Regions from separate parts of the Oncorhynchus mykiss genome. Here region 2 is linked to region 1. Evidence: chromatin contacts called from public Hi-C data. All regions are on one chromosome and are shown on one strand. The core of a region is the stretch at or near the end of the contact, and the rest is flanking DNA. Distances in the headings are between cores, read along the strand shown. Region 1 holds the start of LOC110537779 (neuronal vesicle trafficking-associated protein 2). Region 2 has its middle 26 kb from the start of LOC110537780.

Evidence for each region. A called contact is a pair of places that touch in the nucleus more often than the background predicts.
Region 2: a contact with region 1 is called in a Hi-C map of blood, with 5 times the contacts expected there. A contact is called at or near these places in 3 of 3 Hi-C or Micro-C datasets (blood and liver).

What each region holds. Positions count from the first base shown.
Region 1 is chr12:54,147,435-54,151,599 of USDA_OmykA_1.1, forward strand. It overlaps LOC110537779 (neuronal vesicle trafficking-associated protein 2), which reads right to left and starts at 2,027. Exons shown (of 5, transcript XM_021624159.2): 1 at 1,802-2,027; 2 at 1,241-1,408. The coding sequence starts at 1,369.
Region 2 is chr12:54,207,763-54,211,927 of USDA_OmykA_1.1, forward strand. No RefSeq gene overlaps it. Among protein-coding and RNA genes, the nearest start is that of LOC110537780, 26 kb to the left of the region's middle.

The DNA.
Region 1 (4,165 bases), core at 777-3,276:
ATGTTAGAACCAGTTTTAAAAGGAGCTAGTGAGTTCTACTCTTCATATATTCAAAGACGACAAACCAAGTAGCCTATTCAAACCATCTGATTTCCTTGTGTTTCTTGAGCCATGTAATTTGCCCTGTTCAGCAAACACAGGACCACTGTAAACACGTCATGAAATGAGCCTTAACTCTACTGTTTCAAATGTCAATAATTCCGCATAAAAAACTAAATCTTTGGTATTTTCCAAGGCTGTATGAGTCTTTACATTTTTCCTTTCTCCAACCACCTTGGGGAAATCTACTGGCATGGCACCTAGTCCACTTCAACAACTCCATCTCCAAACAACCACAAAATATGTACTTAGCTGACCCTCTGCATGGTAAATCTTTTTTTTATTTTTTTTTACATTTAGAGGCATTTATCAACCCATTGAAAATCCTGAATGGTGCTCCAATTCCTCCTCGGGTTAAGACAGCAGAATCCAAGACGAGGGCTGAAACACCACTCTGCAAAGGTGCCAGGGCTCTTCCCCTAATGTTTACTACAGAGTGACGGGTTCAGCCTGCATGGGGCCATGGGCTCTTCTGTGCTGCTGATCAAATAAGCCAAACACAAGCCTTATGATAGGCTGGGAGCTGACAAATAAATCACAGAGGAGCATCATTTCAGCATATCAGCATTCACTCCTGAAGTCAAACATGCATGAAATGACTTCAGTAGGTACTGTAGGCCTTGTGATAACACAACAAAGGATCTGTCCTTCACTCCTATGGAAAAAATATATATTCTAAACTACTTTGATCATATGGAGCTGTTTTGATTGAAAATCACTTCAAAGTAAGATTAAATTATGTGCATTATTAAACAATTAGAAATATCATCACTCATATCAATCATATTAACATATTCAGTTCAGTGAGGCAGCACTGGAAATGTAATAATCAAAACTGTTATATGGCTTTAGTCAATTCATGAATCATCCTGTGTAATGAGACGCAGTCTGGTTCAAAAATAAAACCCCTTGTCAAAGTAAATTAGGGATGACATGTTTGCTGGTTTCCTAGAATGGATGATGTGCATCCCAGTTATAAACAGCAAGGGCTTCTTTAATCTGTTTTAAACAAAGGAGGCAACAGGGCAATTGAGATGACAAAGAGATGGGTTTGCTGTTTTATTATGTAATGGCTTTGGCCATAAATCAAGGAGTGTGTGTGAATCAGAGGAAATCTCAGCAGACAGACAGTCCATTTTACCTTGTCTGGGGCTCCATACTGGAGATTACCGACATCCAGAGGGGTGATGAGCGGCACGTTTTGGAAGCCATCCTCCACACTGACCGGTTTAGCGCCTTTGTCTTGTAGATTGCTCCCCAGTTTAACCATCTTTACCAATATAAAAATAGTGCACTTCTCAAGCAGATGCTGTAAATATGACAGACACTGTTAGTTAATTGTACATGTCTAATTTATCATACAATAAAACATCTACTGAGCACGCAAATCAATGTTTTTTCTTTGAACATTAAATTACATACATCGGATTTGAACTTTAACTTTATATTTATACTTTTTTTACAGTCTAATAAAACGCTCGTTTTAATTTTCTAAATATTGGATAAATTAAATATTGGTGGTGAAAAAAAAAAGAAGATGGAAAATCCCATTTTCCAGCGCCATAGAGCAGGCGTCAAAATACATCTTATATCCGTTCATAGGGTAACTGCATAGGGATGCACCTGCAGTAGCCTAGCCTAGACTACTTCGCCATTCTTTTCGTCCAAAAACAAAAGAGCTCAAACTAAAACATCTACTTACGATGGACGCACTTGTATAAGTCCTTTTCGTTTCTTCGTCTGCTGTTTTGTTATATCAAAGACAGGATGCAAGGAGCAGATGCATGCAGGCAGACCGGGCGGAGTTGCAATCAAAGCTCAGCGATGTTGATGCAGGGAACTGCAGAGACTAGCGGGCTCCGTAGGCAACCCAGAACCCGATTCCAAACACTGCCTCTTCACTTTATGCTTGCATCTGGCGCCGCTAGGGGGATTTTTGAATGAAATCGCACATTTGTAATGCCTGACTTGAAAAAGACCACAAACCCCATTTAGTTGTGTTTTTTAGTCTTTATCGCCACCTAGAGACAACGTTAGAACTGTGCCGTGTCTGTATCTCTCCCTCTGCATAATAGTCTTATCTACTGGAGGCTATATAGGCTTGGTAAAGAAGGACTAAAGTGCAAGACCGTAAAAAGGGGCATTATTGCACTTCAAAGTCCAAATTTGACAGATGTTTTGAGACATCAAAAGTGATTTAATGTCAAGAAAGGTCCCCGTCCCAAGCCATCTGTTTTGTATATCCAGCCCCTATGCCACAATTAATGGAAAAGATAATCAGATTTTTATTTATTTTATTTTATTTTACCTTTATTTAACCAGGTAGGCAAGTTGAGAACAAGTTCTCATTTACAATTGCGACCTGGCCAAGATAAAGCAAAGCAGTTCGACAGATACAACAACACAGAGTTACACATGGAGTAAAACAAACATACAGTCAATAATAAAGTATAAACAAGTCTATATACAATGTGAGCAAATGAGGTGAGAAGGGAGGTAAAGGCAAAAAAAGGCCTTGGTGGCAAGGTAAATACAATATAGCAAGTAAAACACTGGAATGGTAGTTTTGCAATGGAAGAATGTGCAAAGTAGAAATAAAAATAATGGGGTGCAAAGGAGCAAAATAAATAAATAAATTAAATACAGTTGGGAAAGAGGTAGTTGATAGGGCTAAATTATATGTGGGCTATGTACAGGTGCAGTAATCTGTGAGCTGCTCTGACAGTTGGTGCTTAAAGCTAGTGAGGGAGATAAGTGTTTCCAGTTTCAGAGATTTTTGTAGTTCGTTCCAGTCATTGGCAGCAGAGAACTGGAAAGAGAGGCGGCCAAAGAAAGAATTGGTTTTGGGGGTGACTAGAGAGATATACCTGCTGGAGCGTGTGCTACAGGTGGGAGATGCTATGGTGACCAGCGAGCTGAGATAAGGGGGGACTTTACCTAGCAGGGTCTTGTAGATGACATGGAGCCAGTGGGTTTGGCGACGAGTATGAAGCGAGGGCCAGCCAACGAGAGCGTACAGGTCGCAATGGTGGGTAGTGTATGGGGCTTTGGTGACAAAACGGATTGCACTGTGATAGACTGCATCCAGTTTGTTGAGTAGGGTATTGGAGGCTATTTTGTAAATTACATCGCCAAAGTCGAGGATTGGTAGGATGGTCAGTTTTACAAGGGTATGTTTGGCAGCATGAGTGAAGGATGCTTTGTTGCGAAATAGGAAGCCAATTCTAGATTTAACTTTGGATTGGAGATGTTTGATATGGGTCTGGAAGGAGAGTTTACAGTCTAACCAGACACCTAAGTATTTGTAGTTGTCCACGTATTCTAAGTCAGAGCCGTCCAGAGTAGTGATGTTGGACAGGCGGGTAGGTGCAGGTAGTGATCGGTTGAAGAGCATGCATTTAGTTTTACTTGTATTTAAGAGCAGTTGGAGGCCACGGAAGGAGAGTTGTATGGCATTGAAGCTTGCCTGGAGGGTTGTTAACACAGTGTCCAAAGAAGGGCCGGAAGTATACAGAATGGTGTCGATGAGAAAAGCAATGATCTGTCCATCATCAAATATAAATATAGTGCATTGAAAGTGTTAGCCTATGTTTTATCTGTCTGTATGTACGTTATATTAAAGGGCTGTATTGTCCACCTGTTTAATCTGGCCATCAATACCAAAATCTGTTTCACTAAACACCACAAGAGGGCGCAAATATACATGAAAACATGCATCCATCCCATCAATCTACTGTATGAACAAGTAAAACATGTGGAATTGGGAGCTGGGGGGGGGGGGGGAGACCTATTAGGTTTGTGGTTTGTGCTTAGCATTACAGCTGTAGGGCCATTGCAATACCCTTTAAGGGTTCGGGTTTGCTGTTATTATTACAGCCTTAATGCTAACCTCAAACATAACCCTAACCCAAGCTCCATTTGTCCCTTACCTCGAGAAACAAACTTCTGCCCTCAGAATAGCCTCAATTCGTCAGGGCATGGACTCTACAAGGTGTCCAAAGCATTCCACAGGATGCTGGCCCATGTTGACTCCAATACTTACCACAGTTGTGTGAAGTTGGCTGGA
Region 2 (4,165 bases), core at 984-3,483, 61 kb after region 1:
CCCCCTACTGTGTGGACTGTATCTATCTACACATGCAAATGCATAATAGCATAATTCACTCACTTAGTTAGCTAGCTAGCTACCCTTCCCCCAACACTCAGAGCGCTCACTGACACCCACACACACAAACAAACACACACACACACATACTGTAAACACATGCGCAATAACAGACACACACACAAATACACATGCGCAATGAAATACACACACACACACACAGCTGATTACAGGCACATAGTCACAAGCAGATTATGCTGTACTTTACACTCACCCGCACAAACATACTAGCTTTTTGCTAACAGAAACACACGTGGTAGCCAGTTGAGAGAAATTTGGACATCTCTGCACAAATCTTGTTCTGTAATTCATTCAGCAAAACAGAAGAGTTTGGGTCAGGTGACAATGTGACACACAACCATGCCTAACCTCTCACCAGACACATGACTTTGGAGGGATCTGGAGCGCCTGAATAACTAGACTGCATCATTGTCACACTTCGTCTCGTCATTGAGTCTTTATAAATCTATATGAGTGTACAGTATGTATATATGAGTATACAGTATATATATATGAGTGTACAGTATGTATATATGAGTGTACAGTATGTATACATGAGTGTACAGTATGTCTATATGAGTATACAGTATGTCTATATGAGTGTACAGTATGTATATATGAGTATACGTATATATATATGAGTGTACAGTATGTATATATGAGTGTACAGTATGTATACATGAGTGTACAGTATGTATCTATGAGTGTACAGTATGCATATATGAGTGTACAGTATGTCTATATGAGTATACAGTATGTATATATGAGTGTACAGTATGTATACATGAGTGTACAGTATGCATATATGAGTATACAGTATGTATACATGAGTGTACAGTATGTCTATATGAGTATACAGTATGTCTATATGAGTGTACAGTATGTCTATATGAGTGTACAGTATGTATATATGAGTGTACAGTATGTATCTATGAGTGTACAGTATGTATATATGAGTATACAGTGTGTATATATGAGTGTACAGTATGTATATATGAGTGTACAGTATGTATACATGAGTGTACAGTATGTATCTATGAGTGTACAGTATGAATATATGAGTATACAGTGTGTATATATGAGTGTACAATATGTATATATGAGTGTACAGTATGAATATATGAGTGTACAGTATGTATATATGAGTCTACAGTATGTATATATGAGTGTACAGTATGTCAATATTAGTTTTCATGAGTGTATGTCTATGAGAGTAAGTCAAACTCATTATCAAAATCATTAGTTCAGCCAGTTAAACAACAATACTGTAGATCATATACCATAAGGCAATCTTAGTCATAAACGCGTCCACTCTAACAGTATACAAGCAAAGAAATTACATTATGATTTACATACATACACAAGTTAGTCATGCTCATACACAATTAGAGGATGTGCCATCTAAAGAGCCTGGAAAAAGTCAATTAAATGTGATAAGGAACGTCACAGCCTCTGTCACATCCGCATGTCAAACACAGCAAGGGGACGGCCCTTCAGCAGGCACTGTATGGCAGCTTTGTTCACAAGCCGACTCAGAATCTCTCACTTCTTAGTTTTGGGCGGACTAAATAGATCATTTGTGGCCTAATTAGCCACCCAGAGACACCCAGCCCTGCACATACAGTACGTCACCATGCTGACTGCCCAAACAGAGTGCAGGGCAGAGATACAACACAAGGACAGAGGGCTAGTGCAGTGTGCAGAGGAGAGATAGTCATGTGAGGAACAACACAAGGCTGGGGGGGGCTACAGCTCTGCTGTGTGAGTGTCAGTCATAGTCCACTGTTAATCTAATCTGCAGGGCTGTTTTCCTTCATTCTCACCAGTTAACAAATGCACCTCTTACTCGGTTCTGTTCCAGCGTTTACATAACCAACCCATGCTAAGCACTTGGCCAAACAGAACAACAACACATGTGACCTGGTCATGTACAGTACATGTACAGGAAACACTAGAAATGTGACCAATCGTTGGTCTTGATAGTAATAGATGCATTTTTGCTAGTCAAACTTCCGTGAAATTGCTGAACATTCTTCAGATTTCCCCCCGGCTAGATCCATTAATCACGCACCTTGATCAGAGAGGGAGGTAAGGGTGAGCCAGCATGTTTCAAAGGTTGAAGAGGCTAGACATTCAACTCAGCGGAGTGTCTTTCCTGCATGACAACAGTGGAGCTGATAGGGCAGATTGATAAAGGCCTCACACACTTCTGTGGAATGAGAAGGGAGGGCACACCCTTATCTACCACCCCCCCCCCCCCCTCCCCCCCACCCCCTCTCTCCCCTGCCATAAACAGAGACCTCCACATGAGCTCTGTCAATGTGTTTTTAACCAACTTCTCTGATCTGTGGTGAAAGTCCGTAGCTATCATTTTATAGCACTGTCTGCAATACTGTTAGGGAGAATCTGAATGTACTGAAAATATACAGTCCCCATGCAATGAAAATATGCATTTTCAGAGGATATTCTTGAGTTCCGCACTGTTTTTTTGCACATTGTTCTTGGGCACGTGTCTTGTTTTCAGTCTGTTTGTGTGTGTAGGTCATAGGAGCCTGTGTGTTTGTACATCCCCCCCCCCCCGTCAATCAGTCTGGGTGTGTGTTTAGGTCATAGGAGCCTGTGTGTTTGTATATCCCCCCCCCCCCCCCCCCCCCCCCCCCGTCAATCAGTCTGGGTGTGTGTGTAGGTCATAGGAGCCTGTGTGTTTGTACATCCCCCCCCCCCCCCCCCCGTCAATCAGTCTGGGTGTGTGTGTAGGTCATAGGAGCCTGTGTGTTTGTACATCCCCTCCCCCCCCCCGTCAATCAGTCTGTGTGTGTGTGTAGATTATAGGAGCCTTTGTGTTTGTACATCCCCCCCGTCAATCAGTCTGTGTGTGTGTAGGTCATAGGAGCCTGTGTGTTTGTACATTCCCCCCCCTCCCCGTCAATCAGTCTGTGTGTGTGTGTAGGTCATAGGAGCCTGTGTGTTTGTACATCCCCCCGTCAATCAGTCTGTGTGTGTGTGTGTAGGTCATAGGAGCCTGTGTGTTTGTACATCCCCCCCCCCCCCCCCGTCAATCAGTCTGTGTGTGTGTGTAGATTATAGGAGCCTCCCCCCCGTCAATCAGTCTGTGTGTGTGTGTAGGTCATAGGAGCCTGTGTGTATGTACACCCCCCCCCCCCCCCCCCCCCCGTCAATCAGTCTGTGTGTGTAGGTCATAGGAGCCTGTGTGTTTGTACATCCCCCCCGTCAATCAGTCTGTGTGTGTGTTTAGATCATAGGAGCCTGTGTGTTTGTACATCCCCCCCGTCAATCAGTCTGTGTGTGTGTGTAGGTCATAGGAGCCTGTGTGTTTGTACATCCCCCCCGTCAATTAGTCTGTTTGTGCAGCCAGTTACAGTATGTACACAGCACTGTTTGTGTTAGTAGGAGTAGGAGTGTGTGGGTTGTATCTGTTTGACAGAGTCTGAGGGCATAGCCTATGTGTTCGCCTGACTGCCTCTACCCTGTAAGGCAGGGGAGCAGGTTCTGTGCTGTGTGACTGATAGGAATCCCCTCCCTCCCTACTGCTGTTGGGATTGGTCAGAGCTGCATTGGGAGGAGGTCACACGGCTCTCCCTGTAAGACCTAATTGATTGAGACCGATAACTTCCAGTAATTCAGCTGATTAATCCTTTCACTCTCAAGGCTGGCAAGAGATTAACAACCTAGCGGGGCGGGAGGTCATTGGCCAGCCAGGAACAGCCTGAGGGGTAGAAATGCCTACTGTTTTGTTCTAGAGCCGATAGTGCTGATACTTGCTTTTCACATTCCATCGTAGAGCACATGGTTGAGCGGAGACATGAAACTATGTGGCAGTTCAGTTCCACCCAACCCTCCAGCTGCTAGCTGCCATGTTGAAGGTTTCCATTCAATCTACCCATGTTACCTTTGATGAAAGTAGCTAAAAGAGTCCATTAATAACCTGTTTCATCCCAGCGGTCACAACAGTGAAGAAGAAAAACGTTTGTACTTTACAGCCTCTACAGAAGTTAAAGTTGTACATAATTATCAAATAAGTCCCATATTCTGCATTGTTAAGGTGTCTAGTATGATTCAAGGAAGGTTTCATATGATTTCTCAA